Linked DNA regions of Mus musculus: region 2 is linked to region 1. The links are chromatin contacts, called in public promoter capture Hi-C maps. All regions are on one chromosome and are shown on one strand. The core of a region is the stretch at or near the end of the contact, and the rest is flanking DNA. Distances in the headings are between cores, read along the strand shown. Region 1 holds the start of B230398E01Rik (a long non-coding RNA gene). Region 2 holds the start of Sema6c (sema domain, transmembrane domain (TM), and cytoplasmic domain, (semaphorin) 6C).

What was found. Promoter capture Hi-C pulls out the DNA fragments that hold promoters and counts their contacts.
Region 2: a promoter capture Hi-C map of embryonic stem cells shows a contact between it and region 1. The contact joins the promoter of Sema6c here to the promoter of B230398E01Rik in region 1. A contact is called at or near these places in 2 of 39 promoter capture datasets (embryonic stem cells and liver) and 3 of 9 other capture datasets (embryonic stem cells, liver and pancreatic islet).

Annotation. Positions count from the first base shown.
Region 1 is chr3:94,985,974-94,990,492 of GRCm38.p6, forward strand. It overlaps B230398E01Rik (a long non-coding RNA gene), which reads right to left and starts at 2,484. Exons shown (of 4, transcript XR_003954666.1): 1 at 1-2,484. All of the region lies in intron 2 of Pi4kb (phosphatidylinositol 4-kinase beta), which reads left to right.
Region 2 is chr3:95,162,549-95,167,067 of GRCm38.p6, forward strand. Sema6c (sema domain, transmembrane domain (TM), and cytoplasmic domain, (semaphorin) 6C) reads left to right here and starts at 1,791. Exons shown (of 17, transcript NM_011351.2): 1 at 1,791-1,965; 2 at 4,458-4,519. The coding sequence starts at 1,845.

The DNA.
Region 1 (4,519 bases), core at 1,234-3,733:
GGAAATGTATTTTATTATGATATTTTAATGATACTAAAACTAAATGTGCCAGCATTTATTGGCCATTGATATGCTGGGCAGCATGCCAGATGTACGTGGAATCCTCACAACAACTTTAAGTGGTGTGATTTTACCCATGAGGAATAGGCTTAGAGAAGTTAAATGACTGCTAAGGTCACTCAGTAGTGACTATTAGACCGGGAGCCCAGTCCATAGCTCGTGCTCATAGTCACTGCTGAGCTGCCTAGGTTATTTCTCAGCATCTGCTTCCCCAGATCCCAGCTGTAAGAGGTCATTGGAGAAGAAGAGCCCAGGATGTGACAACCTACACTTCCACATTCACGTATAGACAAAGCCCAAGCCATTCTGGGAGCTAGGTCAGACTGTTTCCATTTCTGTTTAGTTTGGCAGCAGAGTCCAGGGTCTAGAAAGGGAGGTCGCTGCAAAGCAAGAAGAATCCAGACCTTGGTGGAACCGAGGTCCTAAAGGTCTTGAGCTTCTCCGGAAGCTGTCTCATGGAAGGTCAGAGCTGGTCAGAGTGAGTGTGCTTCTGGGAGGGGTTCACTGGTACCTCCTGTCTGGCTTGACTTTTCCCTGTATCTATTTTTTAGTCTGCATCTTAGGACCAGAAAAGCAGAGGCCTTAGGGTTTCTCTTACCCTGTGCTGGTCTGGGGTCCCTCTTCTATGCATCTAACTTCTGCTGCAGGATTATGGATGGCTCTGAGAGGCAGGTATTCTATGAGTGTTTAAATCTCTAGGGTGGGTTCTCCAGTTGCCTTTCTTCCCCACCTGGCTCCTCTTGGGTTACTAGATCCAGAAAAGGAAAAAGATCACACTTCCTGAGGCCCTTCTGGGTTATCTGATGCTGGAGTTAAGTGAGGCACTTAACTCCACTGAGGCTCCTTAGGAAATAAACATAAATACCGCTAGGTTTCTAGGCATGGAGACTTCAGCTTAGGAATTACTGCCAGTCCCTTTCGATATTTTGATGATATGCCAATTAACTAACGCCTTTGTGCTTGAGGTACCAAGGGAAATGGTTTCCCTTTCTTCCTCCATTATATGAAACATTCACTAAACAACTAGCTGTTTCCCTGTACAGTGTGCAAAAGGATGGAGGATAAAATACTGTTCTTGGACTAGGAACTGATAAAGTTTAACAAAGCTCTAGCTCCAATATAAGGATCTAGTTAGTGTATATCTTGATTAAAAAGTTTACGGAAGCATTAAGTATGCACGTGCCTTACTAAAATGAACTACACATTTTTCTAAAGCCCAGGCAAGACATTGTATAGGAGAATTCCTGGGTGTGCCCTGACACTGGCTCCCAGTCTTGGTTGTCCTTGCGGGTTCTGGTTAATCCCGTGTTCCTCCCACTATGGAGGAGCTCCAGAAGAGTGAAATGGGGGCTCCGGGAGAGAAGAGGCCCAGGGCTACTTTCTTCCTGGAGTCTCCATACAAAACTCTTCTTCATTGGCCAGATCTCACAGAAGTTTCCATGTTCTTATGAGGATTCCTTTATGTTCCCTACAGACTCACATACACCCCCCCCAAAAAAGCAGTTCTTAGCCTCAATTTTCCTTCCTATTTGTAGCCAAATGATAAATATTTTGCCATAGAGTTGGCAAGGTGGCACAAGAATCAGAGAGTGATTTAGGAACCAACCCTTAATCACACCCTCCCCTACATAATGACACTTCAAAGAGATTAGCTTTGTCTTTTCAGGACTGTAACCTTTGTACAGAGGCATCTGCTGCATGTCACACTGGAAGCCTTTCCAGCCTGATAAGGGTGTGATGTCAGCTCCTGGCTTCAGCTTCACTCCCTGAAGCTGACTCAGTACAAGTGACTCAGGCCCAGGGAGTAGGAGGAGAACAGATCATGAGACCCTACTGTCTGCCATGGACATTAATGAGCCCACTGGGGCCTGTCTGGGAGAGGATCAGCTAGGCCAATTTTCTGCCTTTTTTCTTCTGCAACTAGCATAAGTATAGAAGTTGGACCAGCAGATTATAACAGATTCTGACATCTTCACTGCCTCTTTCCTTCCCACTTCTACCCAAAGTAGAAGAGTTGTAGCCTTAGCAGGGTGTTTCCAAGTGTGACTACACCCTGCAAATGATCTTCTGCCTAAATTCTTGAGGAAAACCCAAATGTAGTGCCTCTATCAAGAACTTCAGTCATAGAATTGAATTAAGCAGAGGCTTGAAATGCTAGCTATAGAACAGAGTGCAATGGCCACTGCCTTCTTGCTCTAGGAATTCTCAAGACTTTCCTTTAGTCCAGACCCCCCTCTCTTGCTCCTGTTCCTGCTGCCTGCCCAGGTAGGATATAGTGTATAGAATCCAGGATGGATGGCCCAGTCCATGAGTGCTATTCCACGATTACTGAAGGAGCTGTCCCTCACTTTGTTCCCAGATACCAGCTAGCACAGGGGAGGGATGTTGTTTATTTTGTAATTTTTTATTTGTTTTCTAAGAAAGACTCAGTATGTAGCCTGGGCTAGCCTTGAGCTCTTGATCCGCCTGCCTCAGCCTTGTAAGTACTGAGGTTACAAGCATGTGTTACTGCCCTCAGCTGAGGTGATATTTAGATTATTGGGATCTAAACTTTGGGCTGGAATCAAGATTGCCACCGCCCTTCTAATTAGCTTTCTCAGGTGGATTTAGTTAGGATCTAATTGTCCAACATACATCAAAAAATACAATATATTTAGTGTCATGTGCAGTAGCCTGATAGTAAGCCTAAGAAGGTTTGGAAGAGATAAGACTGCATTTTTTGAGCATCCAGCCCACAGCTTTCAGGTTCATGGGTTTGGGATGCCCTTTGTCACACAGGTTCAAGGTTGGGATTAGGCTTCCTAGGGTGATCGCAGGGCTGACTGAGAGGAGTTTAGCTCTTCCTGAGATTACCAAGAAGCTACAAGAACATCGACTTTGTACCACAAGGGTCTTGCAGTTTTTGGTTGTCCCCTTGAGGACAGGGTTGGTTGAAGGCATGTGAGTGAGTGGTATGAAAGAAGTGAGCCTCTAGGATTTTGATCTAAAAGGAAGATTTGTTCAGGTAAGAACAGGAGATAAAACAGAAAACAGAAGGTGCCTTGGCCTTCAGCTTTTGATCTCAAGGTCTGAGCTGGCCTTCCAACATCCCACAGATGTCTAGACTCTGGGCAACTGGCAGTTTCAGGCTGACTGTCTTTCACTAAAGCAGATATAGCTGCACAAGAGAAGCAGTTATGAACCAAGTTGGAGCTAAATTCTTTGCCTTTGTCTCTTTCCCTCCCCCCAACCCCACCCTTTCTTCCCCTTGCCCTCTGGCCCTTTCCCAGGAGCTCTCCTCCAGCACCGAGAGTATTGATAATTCATTCAGTTCCGTAAGTGGGGCCAGGCTGGGACTGGGTGGCAGGCTCCACACGTGGCCGCATTTCCTCTCCGTCCCATGTCTTCTAAGACCAATGAAGACCCCTTTGACTCCCAGAGATTCGTATCTCCCTGCCAGGCTTTCAGACCTGGCGGCATTCCCTCTGAGCTTTAGTGCCCTGACAGGCTCAGCTGATCCTTTGCTCACAGACGGCAGCTGGAATGTTGTGCTGCTTAGTCCTAGCCCCTCGGTCTCTGGAGCAAACAGCTGGGAGAGGTAGAATTTACTCCTGGATTAGAGCCAAGGACTGCTTGGCAGAAACCTCCAGTATCCCATTTCTCCCACCAAGAACCCTTTCCTTATGGCTTCTGCCATCAGCCCATCAAATATTTATTCAGTTTTCTAAATGTTAGACCCTGTGCTGGCTGAGCCAACTCCAAAAACAAACAGGAATTGGCCTGAGGGAAAGTTTTACCTTCCCACAACTGGTTTTCCTTTTTTAACTTCCTTTCTTTCAGGTTTGAGTTCTTCCCATTCCCCAGTTCACTGCCCAGGATATCCCTTAATCCCTGTTCTCTCTCCTTATTCTCTCTGGACTAACCCATGACCCTCCAGTCCTGTTACAGGGTCTTGGACCTTGTTCCTGGGCAAAGACGTGAGAGGAAATGCTGGACCCTCTGGGAGTTTGGATGATATATATATATATAAATTTAACTTTTATTCCTTGTCTACCCACTCTGTTTTCTAGTTCCTGTGCTGATCCTCTTTTAATCATGATCCCTTCTCCTCCCGTGTGGCAGAGCCTCTCTTTTGGAGGCCTGGGGTCATATCCAGTATGGTTTGGTAACAGGGGACTACAACAGAAAGGCTAATTTGAGAATGGAAAAGAATTCTGCCTTTTCTACATGAGATGACTATGAATTGGTTGGGGTGGAGGGCCCTTGGAACAGTGACCCTTTGCCACCTGAGTGGATGGATTCTGGGATCAAGATAAAGGCATGAGTCTTTAGCTCTCTATCCCACCCCCATCCCTCTCTCTTTCTGGGAGGGAACCCAGAGCCTCATTCTTTTAAAGCCCCCAGGATATTTCTAGAGATCTTTGAAGTCCAGCTCCATCTGATTTTCTCTTTCTCCTTAAGGGCTGTCCTTAAAGCTTCC
Region 2 (4,519 bases), core at 541-3,040, 180 kb after region 1:
AAAGGATGTGGTGAGGGAGATGTGATTTAGTCTTTTCCCTTCTTCTTTTGTCCCTTCCTCCCTTAGATCAGAGGGCTCCTATCCCTCTTCATCCCCACAGGACCCACCACCCCAGGTAAGGAAAGGCTACAACTCCTAAGCACAGGGGATAGAGGCAGGCTCTGCCAGAGGCCAGGAAGAGGGTCCCGCTGTTCTCCCCACTTGCCAGAGACCAAAGTTGTTTCCAGGGTGAAGAGAGCAGTTGCCCAGGGCAACTTGAGGGCTGGTAGGAGAGCATAGGAGGCAAGCTGTGTCCCTTTCTCTTCTGGGAGTACCAACACCCGGAAACATAGGTTGGGAGAGGGAGAAAGACTTGGCCTTTCAAGGGAGGGGTCCTTAGGTAGCTAAGGGCTCTGCCTCTGGGGAAGGGGGGGGGTCATCATTAGGTGTTTCTACCCTGCCCCTTCCTCCAGCTCTCTTGGGGCTCCACCTGACGTCAACCTTCCCACCAGTGACGCTAGATTGGGCTTGGGTGGACACTTGGGTCCTGGCTTCCAGAGTGAAATTATTGGAGAGATGGACGAGGGCTTGCCTTGTAGGCCCAGAGTCTACTCTAGAAGACTTGGAATGGACAACTAAGGCTTGTTGTGATCTATCACAAAAGAAAGGACTCCTAGCTCCCTGACCTGATTAATGGAGTCTTTTCAGCACCTCACTTCAATCCCAAGGGAAGGCAGGAAGCTGGTACGCACCTCCTGCAGTGGGTCTAGTCAGGGTCAGCTGGCTGGGGGAGGCTGCTGGGTGGGAAGGAGACATGTCTCACCGTCCCTTTCACCATATCCATCTTTTCTTGGACTTTGGGCTACAATTGCCTGTCATTGAATTATTTATATTTCAATTTCAGAGGCAGCCTGATGAGGGAAGAAGGGGAGAGCGGGGCACGTTCAGCCATTTCTTCTCACCCGTCCTTTCTATCCTTCGTTCAGCATAGGGGGTGGGTCTGCTCTTCTCCCCACGATGAGAGCATGCATTGGTTCTTAGGAGCCAGGGAGGCAACAGGGGGCTCCGGGCTGGGAGGGGGCCCAGTGGTCGAGGAGACAGCTGCAGCCAGAGCTAAATTTAGCCTCTGATCTGGCTTTGATGCAGATTCATTTTTGGCTAAGACAGCCCCTCCATGCACACCCCATCCCTCCCTGCCCAGCTTCTTCCTCAGCCATGGGAACGGCCCCTGAAGTATGAGCTTCGGCTGGGTCAGTGACCCCCAGGCTGTCTGTCCCTCTCCTTCTGTTCTTTCTCAGCCTTAGACAGGACCATGGCTGCCGCACAGCTGCCTTTGCCTGGGCGCAGTGCCTACAGCACTCCCAGGGTGCTGTGGGGGTCTGTGAGGGGAGGGGAAACAGACTTGGTGCCCTCTTCCTTCTCCAAGTGCCAAGGAGTCACTATTTATAATTTTAAGGCTTAAGTGTCTAATTATAGCTGAGAAGGGGTTAGCACAAGGGGGGCCAGGAGGTGTCACCTACTGAGTGTCCCAGACCTAGGCAGGAGAGAGGAAGAAAGGCTGGGAGGGGCAGAGGATTTGTGCTGTCCTTACCTGGGGTCACACCAGCAGGCAGCACACCAACCAGTTTGGGCCAGTTGGAGAGGGAAGGGCCTTGAGTGACAGACAGTGACAGCTGGCTGGGAGTGAGGCAGAGATGGCTCTTTGCCCCACCCCATAGGGTCTTCTGGGGATAGACCTGGGGAGGAGTCTGCCTGCAACAAGGGTAGAGAGAACTTAGTCCCTTCCCCCCCTTTCTGTCTCCTTACTCCAGGGCCGGCACATGGGTGAGGGGGTACCCCCTGGGGCGTGAGCTGCCCCGCACAGGATGCCCCGTGCCCCCCACTCCATGCCCCTGCTGCTCCTGCTGCTGTTGCTGTCATCGCTCCCCCAAGCCCAGGCTGCCTTTCCCCAGGACCCCACCCCTCTGTTGACCTCTGACCTTCAAGGTGAGTGCTCCACCCACTTTGCCCACTTGGGGGGGGGGGGTGCAAGTAGAGAATGAGAGAGAGGCAAGGAGTGAGGATGTTCCCAGTCTTAGGGAAGCTAAGAGAATGGCCAAGCAAAGGGGAACAAACAGGTGGGATGAGCTGGAACCTCACGCTTCTCATCCCTGGGCATTTCTTCACTCAGAGGTAGTGTTGCTAGGCGGCTAAAGATGTGACCTCTAGCTGAACGTGATGGTTGCATGCTCACAATCCCAGCACTTGGGAGTCTGAGGGAGGAAGACTGCTACAACTCTGAAGACAGCTTGAGCTCTGTAGTGAGTTCCAGGCCAGTTGGCATAACATAGCAAGAGCCTGTCTCAATAGACAGACATAAGGAGTGCAAGGTCTTAGCCACACCAAACCACGGCAGGTATGAAACCCTGCTCATCTGCTCGCTAGATTCGTGTTATCTAACCTTTCTTAGCCTCAGTTTCCACATCAATAAAAGGAAGATAACCATAGTGTTATATCTCGTGGTGTTACTCAGAGATTAAGTGAGGTGACAGATGTAACGCAAATGAGGCACAGTCCTGAGAACACTGTCTGGTCCAGATTAAGCACTTTATGTTTGTGTGTTATTCTTAGCTACAAAGTGGAGTCCTGTGCCAGGCCAGTGGTTCCCAAAACCCTTACTTCTCCTCTGCCTACCAGAGAGCCTAGGTCTCACTATGACAGAAACCATAAATCTACCCTTTCAGAGAAAAATCCTTCACCTGTGCTCTAGATGTTGGATTTATATTTATTTCAGTTGGGCTACTAGGGGTGACTGTTGGGGGACAGATAAGACTAGCAAATACTACATCTGACGCAGATCCCAGCACTCTCTCTGTTAAATCATCTGTGAACCCTGGGTTCCCTCATCAACACCAATACCTGAAGCTTTTATGCCCAGAACAGGTAGACAATGGAGTTGGTCACAATGGCGAAGTGTTGAAAGTCTTGAGGGGGATTCGAAGAGGGGTAGGAGAAGCAGGTGCTTTAATTATGTATGAGTGTGTGTGTGTGTGTGTGTGTGTGTGTGTGTGTGTGTGTGTGTGTAGGAGCTGTTGTATGACAAAACTTTTCCTGGGGAGATGGAACACGTCTACTGAACCCAGATAGGGAGGCCAAATATGGATACCACCAAAGTCAAACTTGGTGAACTGAGAAGTTTTACTGGGGGTACTTACAGAAATATGGGTGAGGGGTTACTTACAGGAGCAGAAATGACTCAGAGACAGCTGTACCACCAAAGCCCACTCCAGTATGGGCACTAGCTTGTAAGCTGGAATTGGGAGCACAGTACACAGCCTGCAGGCAGCTCACCTATTGGAGAGTCCTTTTCAGGTATCTCAGTTGGCCTCTTCCAGGCAGTCTCTTCTCTGCAGCTCAGCTTCATGTCCTCTGAGGGGGACCCTAGCTTTTATTAACTCTGACAGGGAAAGGGCCAACTGAATCTGGTCAGTTTCAGGGAGTTCTTGAAGCTGTTTTGTTATTTACCTCCCTGCGTATGGAGCTGGCCAGCAGAATGGATGTTTTAATCTCAAGGAGAACAGAGGAGGTAGGTTGCTTGGAGTTGGAGCTAGAGGTGGTTGTGAGCCACCTGATGTGGGAGCTGGGAATCAAACTCTGGCCCTGGAAGCGCAGTGCATGCCCTTAATCACTAAGCCATCTCCAGCCCCTTGAAAGGAACTTTCTAACACAAAGGTGGTCGGTCCTAAGAAGGAACTTGGCTCAACTCTGGAGCAGGCCCTGCCGCCTACATGGCAGTCATGTAAATCCCTCAGTGCACTAAGCCTTGCAATGGGGCCAAGGTGAACTCCCACCTATAAGGTTATGAAGGAAGGTAAGTCATTCAAATGACTCACAGTATCTGATGAAAGTGAAATGCTGTTATGGTGTTTTTGTTGTTGTTTGTTTAACAGTTTTTATTTGGGGGGAGTGTACATGCCATAGTGGATGAGTGAAGACTAAAAGGCAACTTGGGAATTGGTTCTCTGCCTCCACTATGTGAACTTTGTAATCAGGCTTGGCTGCAAGTATCCAAGTATCTCTAACCTCAGAGCCATTTCAACATCCTGTTTCTTTTTTTTGTTTTTGTTTTTGAGACAGGGTTTCTCTGTATAGCCCTGACTGTCCTGGAACTCACTTTGTAGACTAGGCTGGCCTCAAACTCAGAATCCGCCTGCCTCTGCCTCCCGAGTGCTGGGATTAAAGGTGTGCGCCACCACGCCCGGCCTCTTCCTTTTGACATAGCATCTTGCCTTGTACTTGCTATGTAACCAAGTCTGGCCTTAAACTCTTGGCAGTCCTCCTGCCTCAGCCTCCCCTAGTGCTGGTGTGCAACACTATGCCTAGCTTCGGGTACTGTTTTTAGTAGTAGGTTTTGGGCCTCTCTTCGTGGCTGAGTTCCATCTGGTAGGAAGTACGTATCATCTCAGCTGCCATGCTCAGTATACCACCGTACCCTCCAGGTGCCTCTCCATCATCCTGGTTCCGGGGCCTGGAGGACGATGCTGTGGCTGCGGAACTTGGG